2 separate regions of the Rattus norvegicus genome follow, and region 1 is linked to region 2. The links are chromatin contacts, called in public Hi-C maps. All regions are on one chromosome and are shown on one strand. Each heading gives the region's core, a stretch centred on a gene start, on an enhancer-like site or on the middle of the called end of the contact. The rest is flanking DNA. Distances are from core to core; before and after follow the strand shown.

What was found. A called contact is a pair of places that touch in the nucleus more often than the background predicts.
Region 1: a contact with region 2 is called in a Hi-C map of Schwann cells, with 2.0 times the contacts expected there. The contact joins the promoter of LOC100911728 here to the enhancer-like site in region 2. A contact is called at or near these places in 3 of 12 Hi-C or Micro-C datasets (Schwann cells, kidney and liver).

The regions. Positions count from the first base shown.
Region 1 is chr13:85,611,211-85,617,523 of GRCr8, forward strand. It overlaps LOC100911728 (40S ribosomal protein S27-like), which reads left to right and starts at 4,324. Exons shown (of 1, transcript XM_003751271.6): 1 at 4,324-4,624. The coding sequence starts at 4,329. The coding sequence ends at 4,568. It overlaps Atf6 (activating transcription factor 6), which reads right to left. Exons shown (of 16, transcript NM_001107196.1): 5 at 5,967-6,093; 6 at 4,971-5,174.
Region 2 is chr13:85,562,076-85,568,261 of GRCr8, forward strand. It overlaps Atf6 (activating transcription factor 6), which reads right to left. Exons shown (of 16, transcript NM_001107196.1): 11 at 5,351-5,464; 12 at 4,687-4,786. Among named protein-coding and RNA genes, the nearest start is that of Atf6, 74 kb to the right of the region's middle. Within about 2 kb of position 4,221, at least 5 of the 93 cell types and tissues checked have an H3K27ac peak or open chromatin away from gene starts, as enhancers often do. A contact at or near this core is called in Schwann cells, where this site is marked.

The DNA.
Region 1 (6,313 bases), core at 3,074-5,573, 49 kb after region 2:
AAACAAAACAAAGGGGCTGGGGATTTAGCTCAGTGGTAGAGCGCTTACCTAGGAAGCGCAAGGCCCTGGGTTCGGTCCCCAGCTCCAAAAAAAAAAAAAAAAAAAAAAACAAAAACAAAAACAAAACAAAAATCTCCCTCCCTCTCTAAGCGTTGTTCAAAACTCTGAGTCTATTCCAAGGAAGGAAGGCTATGATAAACACAAAGAATTACTTTTTAAACCATCAGGCCTGCTAGAGTTACAGTACTGGTGACTAACACTCGTGAACAGCTGTACTATGCCTTTAAATTAGCTTCAAAAAATAATCCAAAACTGGGCCTGATGGTACCGGCCTATAATCCTAGTTACTAAGAAGGCTAGGGAAAATAGATCACAAGTTCAAGGCCAGCTAGGGTCACAAAGCCTAGCCTAAGCAACATAATGAGACTCTGTCTCAAAATCAAAAGTTATAAGAAGGGTACGCATGTACACTCTGGTGATAGAGCACTTGCCAAGTATGACCAAGGCCTTAAGTTCAATTCCCATTACTAGAAAAGAGGAAGGAAGGATAGAAGGGAGGGAGGGAGGGAAAGAGGGAGAAGAAAAGAAAAAAGAAAAGAGAAAGAATAACAATCTGAACTTTACTGTCCTCTGTCTCACCATCCCTACCTCCCAGCCAACAGAACTGCATCTTGGGGAGACAGAGGCTTACCAAGGCAGCCTTTACACCGATTATGGCTCCCACCCCACCAGGCCACTGCTCCCTCCTTTATTCCACACTGTATTTCAAGCTTTTGCACCCTAAAGTTCCCCACCGTCTTCACTTTATTTAAGTCAAGGACCTTTTAAATATTTTAGGCATGTTCAAGTTCAAGAGAGAATGGCAGGAGCTACAGAATTTGATTACAATATGTTCAAAGAGAGAAGATTCTCACAGTTACTTGCTAAGCACTGACCAGACCACAGATTATATGCACAGGACTGTTTGGGCCTTCAGTAGTTAGCAGGCTGAACATAGTGACTACTGCTCCTGGTATGGAAACACAAACCAGAACATGCTCAAAATTCCTCTGTAACTTTATATGCAAATCCCCTCAATGGAAGACAGCTGGATTCAATACTAAATACTTCTATGACCACTAATTTTGATGGTCAGATTTTTCTTTTTAATGTTCTTCAAAAATTTCAAACTATATATCCAACATTTCTGGAATAGCTACTTTCTCTAAAATAGCACACTTGTGTCAATGTGTTCAAATATCTCTTTGCATCAGTTTTTCTCATCTAAAAAATGAAAATATTTATGCCTATCCCAAGAGACGCATAACTATTAAGATAATGTATTTAAGCGCGCCTATCCCAAGAGACGCATAACTATTAAGTAAGATAATGTATTTAAGCGCTGAGAAGAATGGCACACAATAACAGTGTGGCATTATTAACACTTGTTCTGCTTAATAGAAGCTTTCATGTATTATTAACTCATTAGTTCTCATAATTGTTATGTAACTATACCAATTTAAATCTCAAATTAAAAGGTAAAATTCGGGCTGGAGAGATGGCTCAGCGGTTAAGAGCGCCCGACCGCTCTTCCAGAGGTCATGAGTTCAATTCCCAGCAACCACATGGTGGCTCACAACCATCTGTAAAGAGATCTGATGCCCTCTTCTGGTGTATCTGAAGACAGCTACAGTGTACTTATATATAATAAATAAATAAATCTTTAAAAAAAAAAAAAAAAGGTAAAATTCTGAGAATAAAACCGATTACACTTTATAATTTTTTAGAAGAAATATTATAATTACCAAGATTTGGCTAGCTAGACCACTTGGCTTCACTCTGGCGTCCCTTGTTACTAAACGTTACTCTCTTAAGTATCCCCTAATTCTAGTAATTTGTATATCATCAAAGAAGTCTGAAGGTGAATCAGAACTTAAACCTGTAGGAGTCACATCTGTTCCATGTTTCCTTCTTGTCCACATGGTACATGTATATATATATATTCTCACGTGCATGCACATGTGTGTGGAGGCTGGAGGCTGCTATTGGGTACTTCTTCCAACAAAAGAAGGTTCCACCTTCTTTTCTGAGACAGGTCTCTCCCTGAGATTGGAGCTTATCAACTAGCTAGACAGGCTGGCCAGGCACCTGCCTACTTCCAGAGAGGCCCTAGAGCACCCAGCTTCCTGTGTGGGCACTGGGATCTGAACTCAGATCCTCAGGTTTATGCGGCAAGCACTTTACTGACTGAGCCAACTCCCCTCATTCCACTTTCAAATTTAAAAAAGAAGTATGGGGCTGGAGAGATGGCTCAGCGGTTAAGAGCGCTGTCTGCTCTTCCAGAGGTCCTGAGTTCAATTCCCAGCAACCACATGGTGGCTCACAACCACTTATAATCAGGTCTGGTGCCCTCTTCTGGCCTGCAGGAATACACGCAGGCAGAAAGCTGTATGATGTATACATAATAAATAAATAAATTTATAAAAAAAAAAAATAAAAAAAATAAATAAAAAAGAAGTATGAAAGGCACATATTTAATATTCAGCTTATAATAGTAATACCAAAGATTATACTATAAAAACAATTTTATTGGCACATGCTCATCATAGTTTTCAGATCATTTGAAATTCAAAATGTATGATTTTTAATCTCTGGAACTGCTCAGAATAGATCAATCTGTGTCTCGCTATAGCTCTCGGGCTGGCAGTGGTGGCACACACCTTTTATCCCAGCACTCAGGAGGCAGACGCCATGTGGATCTATCTTCAGGCCAGCCTGGTCTAGAGAGTGAGTTCAGGACAGCCAGAGCTACACAGAGAAACCCTGTTTGAAAAAAAAAAAGAAAAGAAAAGAAAAAAAGCAAAACCAAAAAAGATCTCCTATCACTCCACATAGCCAAGAGCTGAGAGCAACCCTTGAGTATACTCCCTTGTTAACACACTGCCATGTTAGTGTCCTCCTATGACTTTTTATATGTGTGTTTGAATAGCTGTGGAACTATAATGAACTTAAACTCTTAGCCTTTGGAAAAACACAAATCATTTTGAGGTCTTGGTAATACTTTATTTTAGGTACTAGTCCTAAAACTCCATTTATGAATATACACTAAATCTTATACTTCATTTCAAAGAGTTTACGAATCCTTAACATCCATTTGCAAATCACAAGGACACTTATTCCTAGGCTGCTATTTTCCCTACTTAACAAAACAAATAGGAATGTTGCTCCTGAATGAAGGCAGGCATTGCAAATTGTTTCTCTTTCTTTTGTCATTTTTATTAGGAATAGGTTTACACCCATACATCCAGTCTTAGTTTAGTTCTTTTTATCAACGTTCTATTGCCCGTGGTTGAGATCAAATTTATGAAGCCTTCTCCATCAGAAGCATGCTCCAGGGAGATACACTAACCAATCTTAAATGCAAATATGGCCATTAAAGCACATGTGACATTGATGTTTATTTACGCATGCCCGATTAACTCCTAGTTAATCAGTGTCAATCAGTTAATTAGTGTCAATAAAGGCAATCCTGAGAAATGAATGCTACATGCATTTTCTCATAGCCACGTATACACGGATCAATGTAAGTACAGAATGACTAAGCTGCCTCAGATGCACATATCTCAAGATTATCATTCCTCAAGCCTGAATTTCTATCACTAGTGTATGAACCCTAGACATCCATTTGCCTTTCTGGTAGAATCGCGAGCACACGATGCCATCTGGTGGAGAAAATAGAGAAAAACACCAATGCTGAGCTAATTGGCAAATCAGGTCTTCTAAAATCTAGTTCAACGCCCTGCTACAGTCTCCTCAGAAATTAAGAGCCATATTTATTGCTCAACACATCCCTGATTTGAAATGGTCCTTATTATTTTAAATCCTAACCACACCTAAAAAAAAATCAAAACAAAAAGGCCACAGCCAGAATAATCTCAGAATAAAATAGCAATAAAACATCTTCCAAAGTTTCTTCCTCATTCTAAGTGATTTCCTATCAAAAGCCTCAGCCAGTTGTGGCCCACACCTTTAGTGCCAGCACTCAGGAGGCAGGAGCAAGCAGATCTCTGCTGCTTTGAAGCCAGCTGGGTCTACTTACAGAGTTCCAGGCCAGTTAAGGATACATGAGACTCTGCCTCAAAAAAAAGCAAGAAAAAGAGAAATCAGGAGAAGGAGGAGGAGGAAGATGAGAAAGAAGAGGAAGAAGAGAAGGAGGAGAAAGAGGAGGAGGAAAACAACCACCACCACCACAAGAACAACAGCAGCACCTTGAATCCAGATATTATCACAATAAAAGCTGTAAGAAAAAAGAAGCAGCTTTCCGGCGGTGATGACCTCCCTACGAGAACATGTCTCTCACAAAGGATCTCCTTCATCCCTCTCCAAAAGAGAAGAAAAAGCGCCTGGTGCAGAGCCCCAATTGCTACTTTATGGATGTGAAATGCCCAGGATGCTATAAAATCACCACGGTCTTTAGCCATGCACAAACAGTAGTCTTGTGTGTTGGCTGCTCCATGGTCCTCTGTCAGCCTACAGGTGGGAAAGCAAGGCTGACAGAAGGATGCTCCTTCAGGAGGAAGCAGCACTGAAAGCCCCTGATTCAAGATGAGTGGAACCTTCCCAATAAATACATTTTGGATATATATTTTTAAAGAAAAGAAAGAAGGGGGGTTGGGGATTTAGTTCAGTGGTAGAGCACTTGCCTAGCAAGCGCAAGGCCCTGGGTTCGGTCCCCAGCTCCGAAAAAAAAAAAAAAAGAAAGAAGGAAAGAAAGAAACAGTTATGATCTGTAATGTACTGTCTCTCGAAGGACATGAACCTCATCACTTTAGTTTTCTCTGCAAAATCTTTAGACAAGGACATTTTCTGATGTGATGCCACACGCTCAAAAAATTGAACACATATTAAAGTGTGTAATATAAGCCTTATTAAACTATGTAATATAAACCTCGTTTCTTCCAATAAAGGCAGAGCATCAGTCTCACGGGTACCTTTGGTGGGCGCAGGCTGTATACTGATAATCGACTGCTGCTTTGCCAGTGGCATCAGGGCTGGCAGTGTCTGAATGATGATGGTCTTTGCTGGGACACTGGCGTTTGCTGGAGTCTTGGGTGCTGCTGGAAGTAACAAAGGCTTGGGCTGAACTGAAGGTTTTGAACTCATCTGGATTTTTTTCTTTGGAGTCAGTCCATGTTCTGGAGTAAAAAAACAAAATTCAAATCAATCTGAAGAAAGTTAAGAAAACATATCACGTTACATGCGCTCCTCTATGTATTAGCCTGACTTCAAGTAACAGTCACCAAGGGGCATATGCACAGCTTCTCTGTAACAGAGTGGACTGAAAAGAACTCCCCGACCTGAGATCATCCTCTGTGCAGTTCTGGAAGGGGGAACATGATCTGGTAAAGGCTAACAGTACTGAATGAAGCCTGCGCTTAATGAGCTGAGAGGCTCACAGTGTCTGTAACTGGACCTTTACAGCCTCTCCTGCAGACAACAGAACCCAAGTCTACTTTAATATTTCTCACCTATGATGACAAAGACCATCACAGGAAAATTTCTCCCCTTGTCCTCTTCGCAGTTGTCATTCAAAACAACAACAACAAAAAAGATGTAATTTAGGGTTTTAAGAGTACTGGTTGTTACACAAGTGGACCTGGATTCTGGAACAGGTCACAACTATCTGCAATCCTAGTCCCAGGGGATTCGAAGCCCTCTTTTGGCCTCTGGGGACAGGAGACACCCACTTGGATCACAGATATATATATAGATATAGATATAGATATAGATATAGATATAGATATAGATATAGATATAGATACAGATATAGATATAGATATATAGATATATAGATATATATACATAAAACACCCATACACAGGTCAGTTTAATAAATATAAACTTAATCCAAGATTTGCCTTTTAAATATGGAATCTAAGTTGTCTAAAATAGAAATAATAGACGTTGGGCGAGCGACAGATACCCACCCGTTTTGTTTCCAGGACCAGTGACAGGCTTCTCTTCCTTCAGTGGCTCTGCTGAGGAGGGGCTGTGACAGCTGTCGCCATACAAGGAAAGGGGAGACTGAGAACTAGACAACAAGTCCAACTCCTCCTGCAGGAAAACACAAACAATTCATGAGCAAGGGTGCAATCTTTGAGCGACAAACTACTTACAAAGAGAACAAGATCTTACATAAACAGAAAAGTGAAGCAATAGGCTATGTGGGGGAATAAATTCATGTGACAGAAGCTGAGCAGTCCCATGCTAGCCCACCTGCAATTTGACTCAGTCTAAATCCAACGCCTTGGGAACCATTGGAGCCAACAATGAC
Region 2 (6,186 bases), core at 2,971-5,470:
CCTAACACTCCCATTTGAATCTCACGAAAGACATCTGACCCATGACTCTTTTGTCCAGACAACAGTTGAGTATGGAACCATCAGTGGCCATGTATGCCTCACTAGGCACTTGCTCTCTACTCTGTTTTCTTAGTTTCCTGAGAGTTTAGTAAGTTAATCTTTAGGAGAATTTTGTAAGGGAATCAGAATTCAAGGATATATTACTACTATTATGTTAGAAAGTGACCTTGTATTTTTTATACATAAATACTAGTCTAGTAGATCTCCTGGAATTTATTGCCATGTTCATATATCTATCTTTACATAGATAAAGGCTTCAAAATTAGATACCTGATTTCCTGTAAGAAGCTCAGGGTCTGACTTGGGGGGGGGGGTTTCTATAAAACAATAAAATGTGATAAATACTAAGACAGAAGCCAATACAAAATGCTTAAAGGGAAAAAGAGGAGAATAAGTTTGGTAAAGAGAACCAGTGTGGGAAGATGAGCATAAGGTCTGCAAGTTCTGGTCCTACAAGGGCCTTATTTGACAATTAGCACATACATCCATGCATACATATACCTGCCACGCTAGCCACTTAGTAAGCATCTCGGTCCTCACATCAACTGCCATGCTATGGCAGTGCTTGCATAAAAGTGACCATATTTAGCTGAATAATGGCCTCAAGCCAAGAATAATGACACTGGGGGGTTATTATAGTACATTGTTGTAAATGCTATGAATTACTGTTGCTAGTCTCTACCTGTGCTTAACTTACAAATGTCCCTTGCTATATATGAAGGGAAAATAATATACGTAGGGTCCTCTACTGTCCATGTCACATCATCACAGCCTACTGTGGGATAATATGTGCACAGTATAAAAACCTAGTTTCAAGTCCAGCATTCAGAAGGCAGAAGCAAATGGATTTCTGTTGAGCTCAAGGCCAGCCTGGTCTAAATAGTGAGTTCTAGGTCAGTCTAGTAAGAACCTGCCTCAAACAAACAAACAACTTATAATTCTTCTTGACCCTTCCTTTGCGTTGCTGGGAGCGCTCTCTCTCTCTCTCTCTCTCTCTCTCTCTCTCTCTCTCTCTCTCTCTCTCTCTGTCTCTCTCTCTCTGTCTGTCTGTCTGTCTGTCTGTCTGTCTCTCTCTCTCTCTCTCTCTCTCTCTGTGTGTGTGTGTGTGTGTGTGTGTGTGAGAGAGAGAGAGAGAGAGAGAGAGAGAGAGAGAGAGAGTTTATTTTTTATAGTCTGTTAGTTTAACTGGGATATTTGGGATATTTACCTACGCTACTGTTTTTCCTCCCTGCCAACACTGGTTTGTATCTGGCATTGTTTTCATAGTCTAAAAAGCTTTGGAATTTTCCACCTTATAAGTGGGTCTTGTTTTATGGCCCAGGATGGTCTCAAACAAATGATTCAAATGATTCTCTTTTTCCGGCCTCCTGAGCACGAGACCTCTAGACGTACATCCCATGCCTATCTAGAATGCCTTATTGATCAGCCTCCTGAGACCAGTCCTTTCAACTGTGGTCTACCAAAGTGCCTTCTCTTTGCCTTCATCATAGACGGCAGCTTTCACTCACCCTTGATCTTTCCTAATCGTCCCAGTGTAAGGAAAGTAAGAGTATGCAAGAGAACAAGTCAAGTCAAAGACAGGGTACTGGAGTAAGGCAATAGAAATCTCAAAGAAATGTCGGTTTGCCAAACTTACAGAATACTTTTTAAAACTGACTTATTTTTATATCTAAAATAAATAATCAAGAGGGATAAATGTTGAAATGGGGGTGGGGGAATGGCAGAACAGGTACAGGCTTCCAACACAAAGAGACCAAACAAGTTCCTACATGCTTTTCCGCTAACATCAGCACGACCAAGATGACTGTTCCAGCCCAGAACTCCCTTCACTCAACACAGATGCTCCCATGCCGTCCCTTTTTCGGTAATAGCTAGGATTCCTAGACTTCTGAACTATTACCTAAGCACCCAATAGAGAGACATGCGCCCAAAATAGCAGAGAAGGGGGCTGTAGTCTAAACTGCAAATCTATAAATAATGGGCTAAACTTAGGACAACATGACTTCTCTTACACTAGAATTCTTTCAGGATTAGAGAAAAACCCTTTCACAGTTATGAAAAACAGGAAGGAGTAGTGTGAAAAATTATAAAGACAAGGCAAAAACCTCCACTTAGGACAAGATTTTCTAATTTTCATAAATGAGCTTTGTGAGATTATCTACTGACAGTGGCATATACCTGAATCTTGTGCTCTTCCTCTATATGGCAAAGGAGGGAAGCCTGAAAAACCACATTATTTGAAACCTCTGTCACTAGGGTTGAGATCATTTAGACTCTGCCAGAAAGATAAACTTGCTCCAAATATGGAAGCAGAAGCCAGTCTCCTCCCCCCGGCTGAGGAGGTAGCTGATACATGTGCACAGTCCAGCAGACCATTAGGTTCTGAAGTGCTGGCCCGTGTTCCAATACCAGGAAGAGCTTTGGGGCTGTCAGGTCCTCATGGCATTGGCTGTGACTGCCCATAGCCTCAAGGAGTACTAACAACCAATGAAGCTGCCACAGTAGGCAAGAAGGGGTTGGAGAGGCCATGGAAAGCACATTCTGGGTAGTCACAGACACAGACCCTCAGAAGTCAGAACACGAGCTCAACCACACTTAACATATTATGTCCTGCTTCCAAATAAATAGTTAACCCTGCTCTCCCATGCACACTCATTCTTATTCTCTCTCTCTCTCTCTCTCTCTCTCTCTCTCTCTCTCTCTCTCTCTCTCTCTCATCCTTCCTCCACCCCTTACCCCAACTCAAGACAGGGTCTCATTCTAGCCCTCCAGCCCAAACTGGCCTGGAATTCACTATACATAGCCCAGGATGGCCTAAAATTCAGCCTCAGCTTCCTGGGTTCTGTGATTACAGATGCAAGTCACTGCCACTACGCCCGGCTGAGATGCCTCTTTTTCTATCCCTCCCTCAACTCCCTTCAATTTCTTTTGATGACAGGGTCTCACTCTGTTGCCCTGGCTGGCTTAGAACTCATGTAGACGAGGCTGGCCTCGAACTCAAGGATACTGCCTGCCCCTGTCTCTCCTGCCCTCCAAGAGCCAGGATGTAGGCCAGTGCTACCACCATGCTCAGCAAGATGATTCTGTTAGCACCTAAACCAAACGTGCAAAGCAGGTGGAAATTTTTCCATCCCAAAACAAAACCTCCTTGTTGGTTCTTATTTTCTATCACCATTTCTGGAAATTTCTCTGCAACAATTACTGCCACTTTTCTATGTTACTCTCCAATATTCCCTTCCCTGGGCTTCTGTCATTATAACACAGTAAAAGAGCCTCCAGGGTCTCCAGAGAGTTCGAATGGCAAGTTTTAGTAGTGCCCGCCACCGCCTTCACTGTCACAGCCTGTTGGCTTGGCTGGAGCTGCACTGCCCCTTCCTGCCCTCCATCCTGCTGTCCAGCCACCTTCAAGGGATGCTTTGTAGCCCACACATGTGCAATGCCCAGCACTAGTTTATCACTCTCTCTCCTCTCTGGTTTCACACTGGGACTTTGGTTTCACACTGGGGAGTAGCACCCAAAAATCAAACATTTAGCCTCAACTTCTCTCCTGCAGTCCAGATGTAGACACATGGTTGTCTACTGGACATCTTCAGTTGATTGTCTAAAGTCTGTGTCTAAAGCTCTTGACTCCTATCCCTAACTCCTTCCTCAGTTTCTGTCTCTATAAATAGCATCAGCATTAATCCAGCACCCAAGACACAGAAATTATTAACAATACCTCTTTAGTTTTGTAGCAGCAATTCCTTAATAGTTTTACTTTCAAAATATACCTAGGTCCCCATTCCTTCCTACCCCTTCACATCTACCACAGTAGAATAGACCAAAGACCTCCCATCTAAACCACTAGAATGCAGTCTACCTGAGCTGCCTACTCCCCATCAGTCTGTTTCGTGTGGCTTCTAGAATGATCGTTTTTGTTTCTTTGTTGTTTTGAGACAAGGTCTCACTATATATTTCAAGCTAGCCTTGAACTCAGCATCCTGCTTCTGAGTTCTGAACTCCTAAATTCACAATGAGCGCTACCAGTCCTAGCCAAACTGACCTTTCACACGTACAACTCACATCAAGCCACCCCCTCACCAAACCCACTAATGGTGTCCTGCATGCCCAGAATGGAATCCGAAGTTCAGACCAGAGCCTGTGGTGTTCACTACGCTCTCTCCTCCACAGCCTCTCAGATCTGAACTCCTACCGCTCTCCCCTCAGTCACAGCATTCCTTCCAGCTGTACTCACTCCTTGAAGTTCTGTAAATATGCACACTGCTCCGTCCTGGGGCTTTTTACATATGCAGTTCCCAGTCTGGAAGTTATTTCACTGGATTTCCTCCTAAATTCTAGAGCTATGAAGGATCCGTGTAAGAGATGAGTTTCTATCCCACCCAGCTATAAAGGCTCTGCAGCGCTCTAGCAGCCAGAGTTAATTACTGTGATACAGTGCCCTGCTAGAGAGGAGAGAGTGAGAGAGAACACGGGAAGCAGCACCACGCCTGAGTAGGCAGCAATGGCTGCAGCATCGGAAGCAGCCACAGTGAGAAATACAAAGGCTTAAGTCTCCAAGTCTCCCAGGGAAGAAAGCAAGTGGCGCCTGGACTGTGGTTCCTTCAGACACAGGCAGAGCAGACAGACCTGGAGAATGCGGGTTTTCTGCTGGCTATTTGTCATTCTTCTCGATTTGGTCCTTTCCACTTCATGTCTATGAACCCAGCCTCGAAGTTCATGGTTCAACCTAAAAAACAGAGCGATCAAATATATTTCATAGTAGGCTTATTCTTTTGTTGGAAATTAACTTAATTGTTCTTTAGGACCCAAAGAGCAGCCCAACATATCTGACTACTTAACAATACTTTTTGATTTAATTTGAAAAAACCTTGGACATTCAATGCTGTTTATTTTAATAAGACATGGATTGTTACAAGACAAGCTCCTAATCACGAGTTCAAAATCCAAAGAAATAATGGAATATATGTCCAGACAACACAGTCAGATATCACCTTCCCAACTTCAAAAGGGGGATGCTGCCTGCTGAGAATCTTACGTCCACAAGTCTAGCCTTGCCCTGAATTCTAACATCCACTTCATCCCTTCACTCAAACAAGACACATAGAAGCAGGCAACCATCACATCGGATGACCCATCCCCATCTCTACCTAGACAACTGCAGGTTACACTTATCCAACAATAAATCAGATTCTCTTGGCCTCTTAGTAAAGCTGAAGAAATGCTGTTCTAAGTTCTGAAGCTTGCCATGGGGGGCCACACAGTAGTTTCTGTACCAATCCATATCCCTTACCTGAGAGACTCTGTCGTGTTAATGAGGGGCTGACATGGAGGTGGAGGGATATAAAGTAATGGTTCTTCACTTAGCACCATTAAGGCTTTGTCATTGGACACAGAATGATCATATCTGAAATAAACATACACAAAAATCACTTCCTTGTATCATAAATTTCATAAAGCTTAGTGGTGTCGATTTTCATTTAAAAAATGTATACCAAATTTATGTTGCAAGATGGAAATGAACATAACGGAAAGAATCAAGTATAGACCATATGGTGGCCTGTCATTCTCTAAGTCTCTAAGACATGGCAGGTTATTCACATTTGCTTAGCTACTCTTTACTGTGCAGCACATGCTGTGTGTGAAGTCAATGAACTTCGGTGTCGCTAGAGTAGAGGAGAAATTAAGGGAAAGAGTTACCAGTTGGCAGGAAAAAAACAGTATTAAATGACAAGGCCTATAGGTCTGTGGTCATTTGTGACAATGAAACGCAACAGTCTCCCTAATAAAAGTTTGTGTGAAGTGGGAGTAGAGTAGGCCCAAAAATATTTGGCAAGAGAAAAGTGACAAAGTTGAAAAACTGAATAAAAATTTTAGAACCAGGTTGGGAATTTAGCTCAGTGGTAGAACGCTTGCCTAGCAAGTGCAAGGCTCTGGGTTCGGTCCTCAGCTCCGGAAAAAAATAAAATTTTTAGAACCATGGATGGCCTTGAGTCCATAACAAAACACTAAAGGACAATGACTAGTTACTTTAAAAAATACACATTTGTCCCTATCCTACTGCTTTATGGCACAGGATTCACATCTAGAATATGATAAGAAACAAAACTTGAGCTGAGAAATTATCAC